Linked DNA regions of Rattus norvegicus: region 1 is linked to region 2. Evidence: chromatin contacts called from public Hi-C data. All regions are on one chromosome and are shown on one strand. The core of a region is the stretch at or near the end of the contact, and the rest is flanking DNA. Distances in the headings are between cores, read along the strand shown.

Region 1 (3,638 bases), core at 230-2,729, 40 kb before region 2:
ACTATACATGGACTGACTCATGGCTCCAACTGGATATGTAGCAGAGGAAGGCCTGCCTTGTTGGGCATCAATGGTAGAAGCCTTGGTCCTGCCAAGGTTGGACCCTCAGTGTAGGGGAATGTGCTGGGGGTAGAGAAGGGGGTTTGGATGGGGAGGGGAACACCCTTATAGAAGAAGGGGAGGGGGATAGGGGGCTTATGTCTTGGAAACCGGGAAAGGGAATAACATTTGAAATGTAAATAAAAATATCCAATAAAAATAAATTAAAAAAATATATAAAAAGAAAGAGTTACAAAAAAAAAAAAAGTCTCTTGTACCCCAGGGTGATCTTGAACTCACTAAGTAGCTGATCTGAATGTCTAGTTTTTCTGTCTTTTTAAAAAAGATCTTATTTTATTTATTGAACGACTGTGAGTACACTGTCACTGCCCTTAGACACACTAGAAGAGGGTATCGGATCCCATTACAGATGGTTGTGAGCCACCATGTGGTTGCTGGGAACTGAACTCAAGACCTTGGCAAGAGCAATCGATCAGTGCTCTTAACCACTGAGCCATCTCTCCAGCCCCGTTTTTTTTTTTTTTTTTTTTTTTTTTTTGTCTTTACTTTCTAAGTGCTGGAATTCAGGTGTGTTTGCCACTATGTTTGGCTGACCAAAATTTTGTGTTGGGGGGGGGGGGCGGCGGGGAAGGGAGCCGCTAAAACAAAGTCTTATTTTGTAACTCAAACTGGTCTTGAACTTGCAGTGATTATCTAGCCTCTACCTCCTCAGTGCTGGCATTACAAGTGTGAGACTGTTTGCATTCAGCTGTTTAAGGACGGAGTGTGCTGAGTTTTAGTGAGTACATACATCAATTGCACCACTTAAAATTACTGTCACCCAGAAAGGCCTGGTGACCCTTTTTTGCCCACTGTCTTGGGTACTTGTCTGGAGTAAAGACTATTTTTTTTTTAAAGATTTATTTATTTATTATATATAAGTACACTGTAGCTGTCTTCAGATACACCAGAAGAGGGCATCGGATCTCTTTACAGATGGTTGTGAGCCACCATGTGGTTGCTGGGAATTGAACTCATGACCTCTGGAAGAGCAGTCGGGTGCTCTTAACCTCTGAGCCATCTCTCCAGCCCGAGTAAAGACTATTTTGAACGTGTTATATTTGTATTTTCAAAGGATCTCTCTAGCTGCTGTGCAAAAGAAAAGACAGGCTGGAAGAGCAGAATTATCGCCTAGCAACCAGACTCGCTCAGTGGCCGGGGTTGGCTGGCTTCAGAACGAGGCCCCGCCCTCTCAGCGCTGTACCCCGCCCCTCTCCTCTCAGTAGCGGGAGAGTGCAGGCGGCTCCGCCCACCTTCAGGCTCCTCCCCTCACAGGAGCCTTGCCTAGCTCTGCGACCCGTAGGGGCGGGCAGATGCTTCTTATTGGTCAGTTCTCCGGAAGCTGAGTTCATTTGGTTTGGCTAGCGCTGCGTTGGGGCCTCCGAGCCGCTGGACGCGCGTGAATGGTGCGTGGCTTCCGCGCGTGGTGCGGAGTGGTCGGGGCGGGGATGGGACGGGGTCGGCTCTTCTCCAAGCCTGGAGGAATGGGGCCTCAGGTTCCTCCGGGAGAGGAGCGTGGCATCCGCAAGCGGGACCCCAGGCCCTGCCCTCCCGCGCGGCTCGGCTGCAGGCTTGGCTTGTTAGAATCCGAGAGGGAATGGGGGCAGCTCGGGGACCCCCAGCCCCTCACCGTTCTCAGCCCCGCGTGCTTAACAGCTTCTTTGGGTTCCAGAGCCCTAGCGCAGGATGTTCGTGCTGGTGGAGATGGTGGACACCGTGCGCATACCCCCGTGGCAGTTTGAGCGGAAACTCAACGACTCCATTGCTGAGGAGCTGAACAAGAAATTGGCCAACAAGGTACTAGGCCCTCGGGTTGCCGGGCAGTGTCCGGAACGGTCCCGCTGCTTGTCTGGCCGTCCCTTGTTTCAGCCTTGGCCTTACACACTTAACGTAACTTCATGTCAGGGTTTCTTTCCTTCCCTTCCTTATAAACCAGACTTGGATGTCAGCGTGTACCCAAGGGAGTAAATGGGCTGGACGAAGTAGTGTATACCTGTCATCCCAGCTTCTTGGGTTAATAAGGCTTGTGACGATCCTGAGTTCGAGGCCAGCGTGGGCAACATAATAAACCTGTTTCAAACAAATTAAGCATCGAAACTGCTGGTGGTAGCGCATGGCTTTAATCCCATTACTTAAGAGGCAGAGGCAGGTGGATCTCTGTGAGTTCGAGGCCAGCCTGGTCTACAGAGGGAGCTCAGCCATGGCTACACGGAGAAACAAACGTCTCAAAAAAAAAAAAAAAAAAAAAACCAAAAAACCAAAAACAAACAAACAGACAAACAAAAAACCAAAAAAACCTAAAAAAAACCAAAAACACCGGGGTGTTGAATAGTGCTTAAATTTGCTTGACATTTGAGGTTTGATTCTCCGTATTGTCGGAAAACAAAACAGAGTACGAAATGGGTTTGTAAAACGGAAACCGGAAAATGCCTGTTTCCTCCTTCAATTACTGTGCAGTCTTGGCCAGGTCACCTACTCTGGGCCTCAGTTTGTCCAAGTGGGTGAGTACAGAGGTCAGAGGATAGTGCGTGCTCTCTGGAATTGAGCTCAGCTGTCAGGTTTAGAGGTGGCTTTTTACCAGCTGACCCAGCTCATTGGCCCCTTCCTTGTATTCTTTTGGTTACTGTATTATGTCCCTTTCTGTGAATACAGACCTTCTCTGATGTAATCCTTTCATTATCCCCAGTACTTAGCCAGAGCGTGGCAGGGGAGACAGAGACTCTGCCCGTGTAGCATAGTGAGGAAGAAGAGCTGGCTTGAGAGGGTCCCCTTGTTAATGAGCCAGGGTGGATGCCATGAAGGACAGGCATTCACACAGCTGGAGAACAGAGGTGTGCCACCTGGGATGAAAGAGATTGGTGACTTCTGAGAAAACAGCACTAACCTGAGAGCTGACGGCGAGGAGAAGCCAAGAGACAGACTCTGATTTGATGGTTGGAGCAGGTTAGGTATAAAGAGTTGTGGAGACAGCGCAATTAGCATGTGCAAGGGTCCTGAGGCAGGAGGGCTGTGGCATCTAAGAAAGCACAGAGAATGCCAGTGTAGCTGGAACACAGAGGCTGGTCTAGGAACTGTAGACAGAAGCCGGACCACAGAGCCCTGGAGGGCCTTACAGTCCAAGTTGTTCTTTTCAAGTCAGTAGGAGGTGATCTGAGAGCCAGGAAGAAAGAACAGGTTTGGCTTTACATAGGAGACAGGTAGATCCTTTACAGGAGGCCGAGGCCGGAAGAAGGGGTATATCACAGACCTGAGGCTCGTCAGATGGAGGAAAAACGATGCTGACTTTCCTTTTTTGGGACAGGATCTCACTATGTAGTTTTGGTTGGCCTTTCAACCCAGAGCTGCCTGCCTCTGCCGCCTAGTGCTAGGATTAAAGGTGTGTGCCAGCTGCCCTCGCTGTTCTAGTGCTGTAAGGAAACACCATGACCAGGACAACAAGAGAAAGTGTTTTACTGGAGGCTTGCGTATGGTTTCGGAGGTTTAGTCTTTGAGCATCGTGGCAGAGGCATGTTGGCACACATGGTGCTGGAGTGGTAGCT
Region 2 (3,614 bases), core at 808-3,307:
GAGGGCTCCCTGACAATCTTACAGACTCCTGACAATCTTATGTGTCTCCTGGATGGAAGAATGAATGAGGAGAGCCTGTCCTAAGCTTGGTCATTATTACCTCATCCTTTCAAAAACCATGTGGGATGCTTCCTGACTTCTTCCTTTTTTTTTTTTCCTTTTTCTTTCCTTTTTTTCCGGAGCTGGGGACTGAACCCAGGGCCTTGCGCTTGCTAGGCAAGCGCTCTACCACTGAGCTAAATCCCCAACCCTGCTCCCTGACTTCTAATGCAAGGAGGTAAATTATGCTGTGCAACTTCTAATGTAGGCCACTGAATGAGTGACTTCTGTCAGGTTGACTCGGGCTTGTCACAATGTTGTTAAGACACAGAAGCATTTTGGGGAGAAGTCCATATAGAGAGGAACAGTACCAGCACTGCCTTGTAAACGAGCCACCTGGCAAAGCAATGTTTCTACTCCAACACAAGCCTTCAGAGAAATGCAAGCCCAGGGAACATTTGATAAATGTTTGCAGTGCTGAGGCCCTCATGCACGGAAGACAAGCACTCCACTGCTGGACTACAGCGCTCAGCTCATCCAGATACACCTGCTTAACTGAGGCTGGGCCAGAACCACCCAGACAAGATACCCCCAAATTCCTGGAGCCCAGAAACTGTGAGAGATAAATGTTGACTGTTGCTTTAAGGTTCTGATTTGAGGCCTGTCTGTTTGTTATGCCGCAACGAGTAAACAAGTTAGGATGGAGGATACACTAGTTAATTTTAAAACTCTAGATGATGGGGGTTGGGGATTTAGCTCAGTGGTAGAGCGCTTGCCTAGCAAACGCAAGGCCTGGGTTCGGTCCCCAGCTCCGAAAAAAAGAAAAAGAAAACAAAAACAAAAACAAAAACAAAAAAACCTCTAGATGATGAGTTGGAGGTATAGTGGTTAAGAGGACTGACTACTTTTCCAGAAGTCCTGAGTTCAAGTTCCAGCAACCACATGGTGGCTCACAAAATGAGATCTGATGCCCTCTACTGATGTTTCTGAAGATAATAAATCTTAAAAAAAAAAAAACAAACCAAAAAACTCTGGTTGACAACATTAACAGAGAAAGAGACCGAGAATAAATAAATTAATCTGTCTTAGGCATGGTTTCTACTCTAAAACACCATGACCAAACTTGGGGAGGAAAGGGTTTATTTCCAGGTAACAGCCCATCACTGAGGGAAGTCAGGGCAGAAACTCAGAAGCAAGCCATGGAGGAGTGCTGCTTACTGACTTGCCCATCCTGTTTTCTTTCTTTTTTTTTTTTTTTAAATATTTTATTTATTTATTATATATATGAGTACACTGTAGCTGTCTTCAGACACACCAGAAGAGGGCATCAGATCTCATTACAGATGGTTGTGAGCCACCATGTGGTTGCTGGGATTTGAACTCAGGACCCCGGGAAGAGCAGTCGGTGCCCTTAACCACTGAGCCATCTCTCCAGCCCCCATCCTGTTTTCTTATGGCGTTCAGGTGCACAGCCCACGTGCCGCACCGTCCACAGTGAGTGGGCTCTTCCCCATCAATCCCCAATCAAGAAAATGCCCACAGGCATACTCACAGGCCAATCTAGTGGGCATTTTCTCAGCTGAGGCTCCCTCTTCCAAGATAACTCTAGCTCGTGTCAAGATGACATAAGCTAGCCAGCCCAGAGCCCACAGGAAGGACAGTAGAAAGGCAGATGAAGGCTCTGTCTAGGTGTCCTTCCTATGGGATTCTCTGCAGAGGAGAAAACTGACACTGGTGACCTAGGTTCCTTCATAGTCTCCTGGGGACAATGAATCTCTCTGTCCCCACAGCAGAACTCAGTGCAGGTCCTCAATTGCCATCCTGTTCAGGTCACCCTGTGCTGAGAACAGACCACTTCATGAAGCAGCATCCACCCTCACTGACGAATGGCCTTCCCAATGCAGAGTTCAGATTTACTTTTCCTTCAGCTCAAAGTCCAGCAACCAGAGCCTTGCTGTCTGCCTCATTAGCTGATGTAAAAGTCCTGCTCCATGACACATCAAAGGACTTCCAGTGCACAGAAAAGGCAAGGTATTTCTGCTGCAACTACACCCAGCCTGAAACTGAGAGAACTCCAGGATAGGGCAGACTGGCTGGGATCTGAGTTTGGGTTAGGCACAACCACTGACCACGTAAGCAGTTTTAGATAACTGAAGCTGGGCACTCGTCTCTTCACAGAACCACTGTGAAACCAGGGCAGACTACATCAAGCTCTAAGTAGTTTGAGTACTTTTCTTTTCTTAGTGTGTTTATTTTTGATAGTCTCACTATGAAGCCCTGGCTGGCCTGAAGTTCACTGTGTAGATCAGGCTGATCTCTGCTTCCCACTGCTGAGATGACAGCATGTGCCACCAAGCTCAGCCTTAGTTTGGGTTCTTCTCACTCTTGTGCACTCATGGCCTGTCTACAGCCCTCTCTGTGTCCTGCACAAATCGAGAAGCTATACAGCTGTGGCTCAGCTGGCTTCTCCACCAACAGCTTAGTGCAGAAACAGCTGTCCAGACCCACCTGGTCCAATTGTCCAAATTCCGGAAGGCAACCCATATAGGCAGCTCAAGTTGGACTCTAGGTTTTCTAGAAGATAAAAGCCAGCATTCCTGAGGGATGAGGCAGTTCTCGTCTGCCAGGAGTCATTTCCCTTACCTCTGACACGGCTCCACTGATACACTTCTGCACCTATCAGCTTATCAAAGCCTCCAGGCTCCCTCCGTCCCACACACACCTATCTGTTACACATTTCACAGTCCCCACCCCAGTGTGCTGACCTTCCCCTCCCACAGCTACTCACCCTCCTTATAACCAGCTGTCCTCTACTGCTCCTGCACCTACTCATTTTCTCTGCGTTCCCTCCTCTCCCCATCTCCTGCTCCCTAACCCTGGCATGTCCACTCTGCTGGCCACATTCAGTCTACTTTTTTCTCTTTGCTCTGAACTCTTCCAGATGTTTCTGACTATTCTCTTGTTTTACAAACTTTAACCATATTGTGAAGCAGTCATATCTGTAGCTTCTTTACTGTGTCCACTCACATTAACCATTTTTGCAAATTGACTACCCTAAGCATTAATTACCTTAGAGACAAAAATAACAATTCTAGTGTCTAGCCTGGCAGCCAAACCATAAACTGTAATCCCAATCACAATGCCATCAGCGAGGAAGCAGTTCTGAAAATAGGCAACAGGCTTATGAAGTAACACTGAGCCCCACCGAGAGGGCTCAATGGACATAAGTAGTTGCTATGCAAATCTCAGGACCAAAGTTCAACCTCCAGAATTCATAGTAGAAGAACAGAACCAACTCCCCAAAGTTGTCTATTGTCTGACCTCCATCTGTGTCATATGTGTGCCAAATGGCAGATGTGTAGAGGTCAGAGGACAATTTGCAGGAGTCAGTTCTGTCCTTCCACCATGTGGGTCCTAAGGATTGAACTCAGGTTGTTAAGAATTTAATGGCAGGCTCTATTACCCAATGAATCAACTCACTGGTCCATGAAATTAAAAACAAAACAAAACTCAATCCCTAGCACTACATAAACTGGGCATAGTGGTACAATCCCAGCCCTTGGGAGCTAGAGACA

What was found. A called contact is a pair of places that touch in the nucleus more often than the background predicts.
Region 1: a Hi-C map of liver shows a contact between it and region 2, with 2.5 times the contacts expected there. The contact joins the promoter of Polr3h here to the enhancer-like site in region 2. A contact is called at or near these places in 5 of 12 Hi-C or Micro-C datasets (hepatocytes, kidney and liver).

The regions. Positions count from the first base shown.
Region 1 is chr7:115,317,722-115,321,359 of GRCr8, reverse strand. Polr3h (RNA polymerase III subunit H) reads left to right here and starts at 1,479. Exons shown (of 7, transcript NM_001127295.2): 1 at 1,479-1,505; 2 at 1,772-1,896. The coding sequence starts at 1,786.
Region 2 is chr7:115,278,519-115,282,132 of GRCr8, reverse strand. The region is part of intron 1 of Aco2 (aconitase 2); the gene reads right to left. Among named protein-coding and RNA genes, the nearest start is that of Aco2, 15 kb to the right of the region's middle. Within about 2 kb of position 2,057, at least 6 of the 93 cell types and tissues checked have an H3K27ac peak or open chromatin away from gene starts, as enhancers often do. A contact at or near this core is called in liver, where this site is marked.